Linked DNA regions of Mus musculus: all the other regions are linked to region 3. Evidence: chromatin contacts called from public HiChIP or PLAC-seq and promoter capture Hi-C data. All regions are on one chromosome and are shown on one strand. The core of a region is the stretch at or near the end of the contact, and the rest is flanking DNA. Distances in the headings are between cores, read along the strand shown.

The links. Promoter capture Hi-C pulls out the DNA fragments that hold promoters and counts their contacts. HiChIP or PLAC-seq counts read pairs in DNA pulled down with a chosen protein or histone mark. Capture Hi-C pulls out chosen DNA fragments and counts their contacts.
Region 1: an H3K4me3 HiChIP or PLAC-seq map of forebrain shows a contact between it and region 3, with 4 times the contacts expected there. The contact joins the promoter of Rps16 here to the promoter of Acp7 in region 3. A contact is called at or near these places in 1 of 39 promoter capture datasets (embryonic stem cells), 5 of 115 datasets of contacts at active chromatin or transcription factors (embryonic stem cells, epiblast stem cells and forebrain) and 1 of 9 other capture datasets (liver).
Region 2: a contact with region 3 is called in a promoter capture Hi-C map of the SN4741 cell line, with 3 times the contacts expected there. The contact joins the promoter of Actn4 here to the promoter of Acp7 in region 3. A contact is called at or near these places in 1 of 39 promoter capture datasets (the SN4741 cell line), 1 of 115 datasets of contacts at active chromatin or transcription factors (embryonic stem cells) and 1 of 9 other capture datasets (pancreatic islet).
Region 4: a promoter capture Hi-C map of adipose tissue shows a contact between it and region 3. The contact joins the promoter of Dll3 here to the promoter of Acp7 in region 3. A contact is called at or near these places in 1 of 115 datasets of contacts at active chromatin or transcription factors (stem cell-derived neural progenitor cells) and 3 of 9 other capture datasets (adipose tissue, liver and pancreatic islet).

Annotation. Positions count from the first base shown.
Region 1 is chr7:28,349,268-28,351,974 of GRCm38.p6, forward strand. Rps16 (ribosomal protein S16) reads left to right here and starts at 1,422. Exons shown (of 5, transcript NM_013647.2): 1 at 1,422-1,584; 2 at 1,725-1,826. The coding sequence starts at 1,537. It overlaps AF357399 (snoRNA AF357399), which reads left to right and starts at 2,273; the gene lies at 2,273-2,366.
Region 2 is chr7:28,960,939-28,963,638 of GRCm38.p6, forward strand. It overlaps Actn4 (actinin alpha 4), which reads right to left and starts at 1,394. Exons shown (of 21, transcript NM_021895.3): 1 at 1,081-1,394. The coding sequence starts at 1,245.
Region 3 is chr7:28,629,301-28,632,333 of GRCm38.p6, forward strand. Acp7 (acid phosphatase 7, tartrate resistant) reads right to left here and starts at 1,613. Exons shown (of 13, transcript NM_175319.5): 1 at 1,544-1,613; 2 at 159-410. The coding sequence starts at 279.
Region 4 is chr7:28,300,526-28,303,236 of GRCm38.p6, forward strand. Dll3 (delta like canonical Notch ligand 3) reads right to left here and starts at 1,260. Exons shown (of 9, transcript NM_007866.2): 1 at 1,159-1,260; 2 at 759-1,040. The coding sequence starts at 1,221.

The DNA.
Region 1 (2,707 bases), core at 172-2,671, 280 kb before region 3:
ATTCAAGTGTGTGTCTGTGTATGCGCGTGCACATGTGGAGCTTGGAAGACAGCCTGCAGGAGTTTGTTCTCTCCTTCTACTCTGTGAGTCCCAGGAACCAAACTCGGGCCCTCAGGCTTGGGCATTTCGCTAGCTAGTTTCTTTTCTTTCTGAAGCAGGGTCACATGTAGCCCAGGCTGGCCAGATATTCATAATGAGGAGAGGATGGCGTCGGGATTCCTCCTGACCCTTCCTCCTCCTTCCAAGTGTTAGTGTTACAGGTGCACATGACCATACCTAGTCTTTTTGTTGACAACTCTGCCTTCCAAATGTCTCCACATCCCTTAATGTCCTCCACACCCTGTGCTGCAAGAGAAACTGAGGCAATCCTGAGAAGCTGTTGCCCAGTGACTTAGAACAATTCTGGGGTGGGTACTATGGAAAAGTTAAAAGCTGGTTTTCCTCAGGTTGGTAGGCTGGAGAATTCTGTGGAGTAAACACATAGAGCGGAGGGTTTAGAGGAGCATTACGGTCACTTGGAAGTTGGAAAGATGGTGGTTAAAAGCACTAACTGCTTTTCCTAGAGAGGACCTGAGTTTGGTTACAGGTACACAAGTTGGGTGTGGCTCAGACACCCTGTAACTACATTTCCAAGGAGATTGGAGGCCTCCCTCGGGAACCTGCCCTCGAAAAAAGTATTAAATCTTAAAACAAGGCTACTTGGAGGATTCTGGATAATGATCTAAGATAACTGCCCTGAAGACAGGTCCTGAGGGTAGTTCTCTAGGGGAGGGTCAAGCTGGGAGAACAATGTCCCTGGAGCAGTTGCTGGGGAGAGGAGCCACCAAAGAGGTAGTTAATTTTGGCAGCGAAAGCAGGCGAAGGCCCGAGTCTGTGAGGAAAAAAAACGTATATAAGGCACAACCAGAAGGCAAGAGAAGTTTATTTAGGAGAGCGCTGGAAAGGGCTTTTAAGGGGTCAGGTTTCCTGGGAAGAAGAGGAAGGCAATTCTGGTGAAAGGCTGATTCGCGACGGGGGATCGTAAGGGCTAGGAAAGAGGGTTCTGGAGGCAAGATTCTGAAAAGCCAGCTTGACTTAGCATAGTGGATGCGGGAAGACTCCGATGGGATGGGGATCCTGGGAAAGGGTGGGAGGAAGAGGGTGAGAATCGGCCTGGAGAAGCGCCGAAGGAGAGCATCGAAGAGCAGGAATGTCTATAAGAACTGGCCGAAAGTCAAGACCAAGGCTGCGGAAAAGCAATGGAAAAAGGAGGCCAGCCCCATCTTCCGAGTTCTGGACGGAGTCCCCACCCTCCGGGTCCCGCACAGCTCCGCCCCTTCCCCTCCGACACCGCCCCCTCCCTTGCCTGAAGGCGTTCCCGCCGCAATTCACACGTCCCCTCTCAGGCTTCGACGTCAGCCGTAAAGCCCGCTTCTGTCGTGACGTAGCACTCAATGCGCCTGCGCAGACCCTGAAAAATCGGCTGGGTTGGCCCCGCGCTTCCCTTTTCCGGTCGCGGCGCTGCGCGGTGTGGAGCTCGTGCTTGTGCTCGGAGCTATGCCGTCCAAGGGTCCGCTGCAGTCCGTGCAGGTCTTCGGACGCAAGGTGTGCCAGGGGCGGCATAGAAAGAGGTGGGGGTGGGGAGGGGGGTGAGAAGGCCCTGGCTGGGTGACATGATGAGCTGGGGCCCGCTGAGCCAGGGTCCCGCGCTCACACGGCCCCGCCGTCTCCCTCGCCCTTCACAGAAAACAGCCACGGCTGTGGCCCACTGCAAACGGGGAAATGGGCTCATCAAGGTGAACGGACGTCCCCTGGAGATGATCGAGCCGCGCACGCTGCAGTACAAGGTGTTGGGGTCGGGCATGGGCGTCCGGGTGGCGAGACGGAAGGGAAGGCCCCGGGATGATAGGGAGTTGAGGTGGGGGAAGGAGGATGGCTTACCTCGCGGTAGACCTTAACCTGGGCTCGGGAAAGATGAAGTCGGAGCTGGTAAAATACATGAAAACGTGGCCTATTCTATAACCTCGAAGCTCTCCAGATGCGAGGGGCCCGTGGCCAGGAGAATAGCACAGTGTATCCGACCTAATTGACGATTTCTGGTCTAGAAGTATGAGTTTACAGCTCATGTGTATACTCCTAGCTCCTTGGAGGATAGCATACTACGAGTTACGAATCCAAAGCGCCGCCGTTTAGGTCAGCATGGGGCTACAACGTGGAACCTTGAAAAATACAATAGGAGTCCTCTGAAGTCTAACATTGGTAGCACTTGTATGGGTTTTTGTTGAACTAGTGGGCAAAAACTGGAAAACAAGTGCAAGAACAAATCCTCTTTTGCAACCCAGAACTCATTGTTGTATGAGTTTTGGTACATGTAAGAAGGAATATCATACCTTGCAGACAATGCATTCTAATGGTAGTGTTGATGTTAATGCCACTAGACCCCCGTGCTTAGTCTAATCCAAGTCTGTCAGGTGACTAAAAAGGACAGTCTGTCAGTTTATTTGAACGATTGGTGTGTGTACCCTGTGTTGTGAATTGGGCCAACACCAGTGATGGAGGTGGCTCTAGGCCTGCCACTCGGGGAGCTTCTGGATAGACTGGTCCTAGGTATTGGACAAATTTGATCCAAAGAGAAGATGGAATGACCACTGTGAGAACAGTGGACCTGTCTGACCTTGCTTCCTGTTTGGGGAAGTTCATAGTTGCCTGTCACTCCATGATTCCAGCT
Region 2 (2,700 bases), core at 144-2,643, 330 kb after region 3:
CCTACTCTGACCTCCACTCCATACTGTGGCTTCCCTTTAGCATCGCCCCCACACTCCTAAATACCATCAGGAAATACTATTTTAATACCCCTTCACCTACCCTCCCCATCAAAAGACACTACTCTCCCAGAACACTCATTTCTTCCTCACTCAATGAACCCCCAAGTCTTTTAATCAGGCATTCCTAATCAGACTTCCATTTTCCCAAACTAACCCCCTCCCATTATCCTCCATCCCTGCTCCTACTGTCTTCCACTATTCTCACTGTTGAACTATTTCCCCGTGAACCTGGAACCTTAACTGTTTCACTACCTCTCCCTTCTTCAAAGCACCCACACTCTTTTGGGTCTCCCCATCAATTCTAATTACGCCCCTATCCTTTTCTTTTTACAGCAAGGCGCCCTCAATAAATCTCACCCTCCTCACACAAACATCTTTTTTGTTCCTAGGCCCCTAACTTCTGTCCTGAACACCTACCTTCTCAGACCCCTAGTCCCATCAGACCATCTTAACACCTACTCACCACACACCCTAGCCCATGCAGGCCCCCCTCCCTGTCTCAGGATTCCACAATCCTCTCCTTAGTGCCCCCTTTTTACCTTTCCTGATTCTTCATCTCTTCTAGAACCACCCCCCAACACACACACACACACACACACACACACACTAAGGCTTCCTGCAATTCCAATCTCTTCTTCAGACTCTCTGCACTCCAGACTATCTCCTCCATACTAGGATTCCCAAACCAAATACTATCCAGGCTCACCAATTCCCTTCCTGGACCCCATTGCTTGCCTGGGCCCCATCAATGCTTCCTCTGATCCAACAATCTCGCCTTAAAACCTAGTTCCATTGCAACCTCCCGAATCATCATCTCGTTTGTCCCAGTTCCCCGTGTCTCCTACCTGGCCGCCACTTCCCCCCTCCCCCTCCAGATTCCCAATTGCTTCCTTAAGCTCTGTAATCCCTCTCCGGGACTGCAAACCCGTTCCCGAACCCGCCAATTGTCTCCCAGGACCCTCCTCCAGGCCTCCCCGCCACGCGCAGGACGCCACCCAGCCCGGGTCACGGGCCGCGCACCTTGCGCTGCTGCTTCTCCCAGGCCGGGTCCAACAGCAGGTCCCGGTCCCAGTCATCCTCCTGGGCCATGTAGTCGCCCATGCTTCCGCCGCCACCCGCGCCATTGCCGCCGCCGCTGTTCGGGCCGTACTGGTACGCCTGGTTCGCTGCGTGGTAGTCCACCATTCCGCCGCCTTTCGCTAGCCCGCCAGCCGGTCCGCTACCGCCTCAGCTCCCGCCCCTGTGCCGGAGGCTCCGACTCGGCCGCCGCTTCAGCTGCTTTCAGCCCGCCCAAGACTGACGCCTGCGCAGTTCACTTGCCGCGCCTGCGCACTGCGCTGCCGCCGCCGCCCTCCCGCGCGCGCGCACCTGAGGAGGCCCCGGGCTCTCGGCGCCGGCGCAGAACGCACCTCCGGCTGCCCGCCCAGCGTGGGAGCCCAGGCGCTTCTAGCGGGAACGCGCGCGTCACCCCGTGTGGGCGGGGCCCAAGTCATGAATGATTCATAAGGCGGGGCTCCTCATCCGGCTTTAACCTGTTTCGGGGTGGAATGTGTTCCCATTCAGCCATTCAGACATAATCAAGATTTATTTGGCTGCCTGCTATGTGTGAGACCGTGTTTTCTGCCTTGGCATTAAAGAAGTCAGGAAAAGTCCCCACCCTTTCGAAACTATATACTATAAACCTTGCACGATGGAACGTGGGATCTCTGTTCTCAGGCCGCAGAGACTGAACGACAGATAACATGTTGGAGCTTGGGTTACACAGGAAGACCAGTCTTAAATTAAATAAATAATCGAGCTTAAAACTGGGCATGGTGGGCCGGACAGTGTTGGCGCACGCCTTTCATCCCAGCACTTAGAGGCAGAAGCAGGTGGATTTCTGAGTTCGAGGCCAGCCTGGTCTACAGAGTGAGTTCCAAGACAGCCAGGGCTCCACAGAGAAACCCTGTCTCGAAACAAACAAGCAAACAAATAACTGGGCATGGTGACACATACCTTAGATCCCAACTGGAGGTGTGGACAGGAGGGTTCAAGGCCAGACTTACTTAGTACACAGCGAGTTTGAATCTAGTGTGGGCTACATGAGGACCCTGTCTTAAAAAAAGAAAAGAAAAGAAACTCTAGAATGGGCTGGATTTGTAAAGTCTTCTGGGAAAAGGGAAAAGGTAGATATTTAAAGAAACTCTTTCAAAGATACGTCGAGTTAGATTGGACTGGGATAGCTAGTTAGCAGGGAAGGCAAGGGGTCCTTTTGGACTTGTCTATCTTCATTCTCGCAGCAAATACTATGCACCTACTACATGCAGCCACTTTCCAACTACGGACAGCATGGTAAGCCAGGTCAGTTATCAAACGACTAACTTTGTAGGAGAGATGGGCAACAATAAGAATTATGGAAACCAGGCATGGTGGTGTATTAATCCCAGCACTCAGGAGGCAAAAGCAGGCAGAGCACTGAGTTTGAGGCCAGCCTGATAGACAGAGTGAGTTCTAGGATAGCCAGAAAAACCCAGTCTCAGAGGGGGAAGTGGGGGTAGGTAGAGGAGAAAAGAAACACACACGGAATAATAATAGTGCCTCATTGAAGGCCATCTGATAACCAGAGGGGCCATCTCCATCTTGAAAGGTGACTTCCTGCTT
Region 3 (3,033 bases), core at 363-2,862:
CACCAGCCTGCTGAAATCCCATTTCACAGAGGCACACCACTGAGGCTGGAAGGACAAGTCACCAGCCTGGGCTTCTCAAACTGAGCCCTTCACCCAACAGTGGACTTCAAGGCTGAAGAAAGAGCAGCAGAATGAGGTGAGGGGTCCGGAACACTTACCCAGGTAGGACAGATGGATTTGCTCTGGTGTAACATGAGGATACTCTTGGGCTCCCTGGACTCCCGGGGAGAAAGGCAGGAGCATGCAGAAGAAGAGCCAGCCTCCAAGAAAGGGGCTCATGGTAGGAAGAAAGGGGATGGTGGGAAGCCGAGTGGAATGCAGGGATGTGATCAAATTCCGCTGGTGGGTCCCACAGAGGATGGAGAATGGACCGATGCCAGGCAGAGCCGTGTGTCCGTCTGTCAGGATGTCTGTGGGGGAGGAAGACTGAATGACTGAAACGTCTCTGAGGGGAGTGGTGAAGGAGATGCTGGTGAGAGAATAATTAATGAGGTTTCTGAGCCTCGCTGCTCAGCACTTTGCATAGATTAATGGCAGGAGGCCTCACAGCATTCCTATGAGGTGGTGGCGACAGACATCACCAACCCAGTCACATATAGGAAACTGAGCAACCGAGTGACTCAGTGGCAAGGCTAGGATGAGATGCAGCTGAGTTTGAACCCTTCCGGCCCAGGCTCCTGATCCTGGGAGGGGGCTAGGAGGCTGGGGGGCGGGGATGCCTTTGACAACGCCATCCCCAACATCTCTGTCTTCTCTTAGCGACCTATTCTCCAGATTCTTAGCATCCCACTGTACCCTCAGCCTCTCTAATTCATCCTCAGATTTCCACTTATTCCTCCGGACCCGATAACTCCAACTCTACTCCCAGATTTCTCATTAGCTCCACCTGCCTGGAGCGGCTTCTTCTCATTCCCCTCCCCAACATCCCATCTTGCCTTCAGATCTCTCTCCTCCCCGGGCTCCATCCTCATCCCAGCTGCCTCTCCAGCCCTGAACCTGCATTGCCTGAACCCCGGTTTCTCCTCAGCTCCCAGGCCAGCTGAGGTTCTGAAGTTCGGTCCACCTGCCCTCGGGACCTGGACAGGTGCCTCGGGTCTGAAAGAACCGTCCACCGAAGGTCGAGAGCTGGGACGTGGGGTGGGGGGCGCAATCGGGAAGGGGACGCCGGCTCACCCTCAGGGGCGCGCCAGCCGCCCTCACGGTCCTCTCGGCCACCGATGCGCTGCAGTATTTATGAGCTTGCAGGGACACAGGCTCCCGCCGCCCACAGGTGTCCCAGCCCCGGAAGAGCCGGCTGCTTCAGGTGACGGGCTCCCCAGACAGCCCGAGCCCCGTGTCCCACAGGTCCGGCCGGTCCCTGGCGCCCCACGCCCACCCTCACGCCCCCCTCAGGGTGGGGCGCAGAAAGAGGGGACCCAGAAAAGCATGGGACGCCGCCACCTCCGAGCCAGACAGCAGGTTAGCGCCGGGACAGGTAAGGCTGCCCTGTCCCCAGGCGTCCCACCGCCCCAGCTGCGGAGACCCCCTGGTGACAGAAACCCACCCTCAGTCCCAAGGGAGGCCGCGATCCTGGGATTCCCATCCATCTCCGTTGAGCCCTCAGCATCTTCCTCTCAGCTCCTTCCTGCTTCCCAGAGCCGGGACTCTCCCTCAGACCCCCGCAGGGTATCCTGGAAAACACAAACTCCAAAGGCCCTGGTGACAATGGTGTTTGTGAGCCCGGTGCCCTAGGCGCAGTTGCTCAATCTCGCTACAGCCTGTTTTCTCACCTGTAAAAAAGGAGGAGATGGCTGGCACATACCCCGGTGTGCTACCCTAAGAACCGAGTTCAAGTCCAGAGCCGCCCCCACCCCCCCCACACCCCTGTCAAGGTGGGAACAAGTGGAATTTGAGCTGTCTAGATGCTGAAGAGGCCTTCAGCAAAGTGCGCTTAGGGTTTCCCAGATCCACAGCAGACACGTTCTTGGGGGAAGAGAGGTTTTCTGTCTTACACGCATTTTCTGTGCGATGACTCTGCAGTTTAGCTTTGTAAGCAGTTCTAGGTCTTTGGAGGTGGAGCTTGTGGAGTCTGACTTCGGGGCGGGAGTCCCCGGTCTTTAGGATTTTTGAACTCCCTACCCCTTTTCATTACAGCTTAAAATGTAATAATAATAATAATAATAATAATAATAATAATAATAATAATAATTGATAAATCACTCGGATCTGGGGCTAGTGTTGCACGCCCTTTATCTCCTGCACACCGGAGGCAGAGGGTCCTTATGAGTTCAAAGCCAGCTAGCCTGTTCTGCGATGAGTTCCAGGGCTACACAGTAACGAGTGTGAGCCTGTCTCAAAGATAAAATAATCACTTGGTCGTAGTGGTACACCCCTTAATCCCAATCTGTAGGAGGCTGGACCAGGAGGCCAGGAACCTGAGGCCAGCTAGGCTCCCTAACAAGACCCTATCTTAAAGCAGAACGCCACAAACAACTCTCTTTATCAATTTCAGCTCTGGCTCACCGCTACTCTAGCAGCCACAATCAAAACCTCTTCTTGTTATTTTTCTTGGTGGCCTTCCAGAATGGAAGCATCTTAGCCGGGTTTTATGCAAAGGATGCCTACTGCAAACCTAACGTGACTCCTGGCTGCTCCTGTTTTTATGCCACCAAGTTATGGACAGCCAAATATTTTTAAAGCAAGTGTGTCATACGGAAACACATGTGCTTTCTCATTTGTTTATTTGAAAACAGGATTTTATGTAATCCGGACTAGACTGGAACTCACTTACTCCATAGCTGAGGCTAGCCTGGAACTCCTGATCTTGTTTTGTTTTGTTTTGTTTTGTTTTGTTTTGTTTTGTTTTGTTTTGTTTTGTTTTGTTTTGTTTTTCAAGACAGGGTTTCTCTATATAGCCCTGGCTGTCCTGGAACTCACTCTATAGACCAGGCTGGCCTCGAACTCAGAAATTCGCCTGTCTCTGCCTCCCAAGTGCTGGGATTAAAGGCATGAGCCACCACTGCCCAGCACTCCTGATCTTCTAGACTCAGCCTA
Region 4 (2,711 bases), core at 10-2,509, 330 kb before region 3:
CATCTACAGGTGAGGAAATAAAATATGGAAAAAGTTCCCAACAATGTCTACATTTCAAATACGGGCCCTGATTCTTTTTGAGATGTGCAGGGTACAGGGATGGGGACCAGGATTCAGTAAGTGACCTGATGTCCCAACCAAAAGAACTAAGGCTGGAAACATGAGAGATTAGGTGACCTCAAGAAAGTGCTTGAGAGGAGCCCCAGGTCCAAAGAAGAGATCTAGAATAAAGACAAAGACCCCAACTCGACTTGCTATTGCACCCCATAACTCCAGCACTTGGGAGATGGGAGTGAGTGAAGACAGGAGGATCAGGAACTCACGACCAGATTTAGCTACATAGTGAACTCAGAGACAGCCAGGCTTGTCTCTAAAAATACAAAACAAAATACAAACAATAACAACAAAACAGGATGAGAAGAGGATTCACTGGGTAAAAAACACTTACTGAAAACCTTAGTCCAACCCCCTGGGTCCCACATGGTAAATAAAGGGCAGAACTGAAATTGTCCACATATCGCTGTAAAGCGTATTCGTGAGTATAACACACACACACACACACACACACACACACACACACACACACACACACACAACCACAAAAAGATGAGAAGCCCAGTTTTAAGACATCCCTGAAGAGAATAGCGGAGGGGGTCTGGGAATGTGGGTTTCGGAGAGGAGGGGGTAGTAAAGGCTCTGGGGCACGGGATGGTGTCGGGAGCTGGGGGGGGACAGAAAGAGGTGGAGGTTGGACTCACCGGCCAAGCATCGCGGAAGGGCACACGTACGAGGCCATCAGGCAGCGGCAGGGCAGCCGCTGACTCTCCGGGGTGCTCCGTATAGACCGGGACGCTCGTGCTCAGTGCTGCGCCCAGGGCGCACAGGGACTCGGTGGCCTCCTGGGAGACTCCGGGCTTCAGGCAGACCCTGAAGAAGAGGCGGCAAGGGCCTCGGGCGTTGCAGGGGGAGCGTGGGGTCCCGAGGCCTGGGCCTGGCCCGAAAGAATGAATTTGTAGCTCGAAGACACCAGCTGGCAGTGCCTGGGACAGAGAGGGCCACAAGGTTAAGGGACCTAGGTATCTGTGTGCCCCATGAAAGTCTCTAAGACCTCCAGGTCTCGGCCCAACCCCATCTGTTCCTTTCCTTTCTGTATCTGACCTGAGGAAGAAGAAAAGCCAGGATCAGCGTCTGGGAAAGCGGAGACACCTGCAGAGAGACCATTGCTTTGGGGGACAGGATGGGGAAATAGTCTCAGGAGTCGCAGCTGCTGGATGCCGGAGTCTTATATTTGAGGGGACGCTCCGCCCCTTCAGGCCAGTCTTTTAGCTACCGGCCGAGAGGGGTCCCAGGGAAAGGGATACAGTAACTCTATGTGGGCGACTTGGTGAGGTTCATCCTGAGTGTGATTGCATGCGCCAATCTGAAAGCGGCAGGGGTTAATTTCTAAGATACTGTGCGTACTGAAGTGGGAGAACGGAAATACAGGTGCATTCCTCTCTATCATGTATGTACTTATGTGAGCTCCTGTCCGCTGTGGAGGACCCTATGAACCCATGAGTGCAGTGAATGCGTCTCCAGCCGGCTGTGTGTGAGGTTGTGTTTCGGAGCCCCACAGAGGAGGCGGTGAGGAAGAATCCTGAGTTCTTTGTGTGGACCCCTGTGTGTTTGTGGAAGACCTCTCGTGTGTATGCATGTGTGTTTCCCCTTCTTAAAACAAAGCCCCCCCTCCGCGAAGCCAGTATCGCCACCAGACGCCAGGCTAGGATCCTGGTCTTGGAGGGGCCTCCCAGCTGTATGTAAATGTCGCCATCTGCCGGGCGGCCGTGCCCCTCCCCCTTGGGCCGCAGCTGGGCCTCCCATTTGGGCTCAGGAAGGTGTGAGAGGCAAACGGACAGGAAATTAGTCTTCAGTCTTCGGGCACCAGGGCCCCACTCTCCACCCCAGATGAATGGAGCTGCTCATCCCACCCCGGGGGGCGAGGAGGTGGGATTTCGCAGGATCCAGGCAAGTAAAACAATTTAGGTGCAGGTGCCCAGGCTAGTGTGCTGAAGTCAGACGGTGAGCAAGGCTGCAGAAACAGAGGAAACCCACTCCCCACCCCCAGTAAATACTAAGTTAATACTCAGAGCTAGTAATTTTAGGGAAAATATAAGTTGCTCCTATATCCACATTTGTCTTGTAGAGGGGAGACGGCTATAGTCCCACTAAATGTTTAGTCGAAAAAGAGGCGTGGGTGGGCATGGCAGACCTGTAATCCCAGCAGTGCAGAAGCAGGACAAACAAGAGAAAGAAGCCAGCCTAGACGACATAAAGCCTTTCTCAAAACCAATACAGGAAAATACCACAAAACCCTACCACACCTGGTTTTGCTTCACCACGAGGCAAGGTGGTATTTCCAGAGCTCTGAATCACAAATAAAGCAGACTTTAAGGGATTTCTGAAAGTCTTAGCTGTTTAGGACTTTGTTACGCACAGAAACAGAGCCCCTGCTAAGGCCTGGGGTGTGAGGAGGATCCTGGAGCAAACACATTGTGAACAGCAAAGGCTGAGGCCCTGGGACGATCATGCCTGCCCGACCAGCCATCCCAGGAGCTTTTCCTCTCACTGTAGACTCTGCTGGCACACACCTTCCAAAGAGGCGCTCCAGATCATTCCATCCGGTCTAAAACAGCATCTTCCAGCTGGTGAGATGACTTAGGCAGGGCACTTTC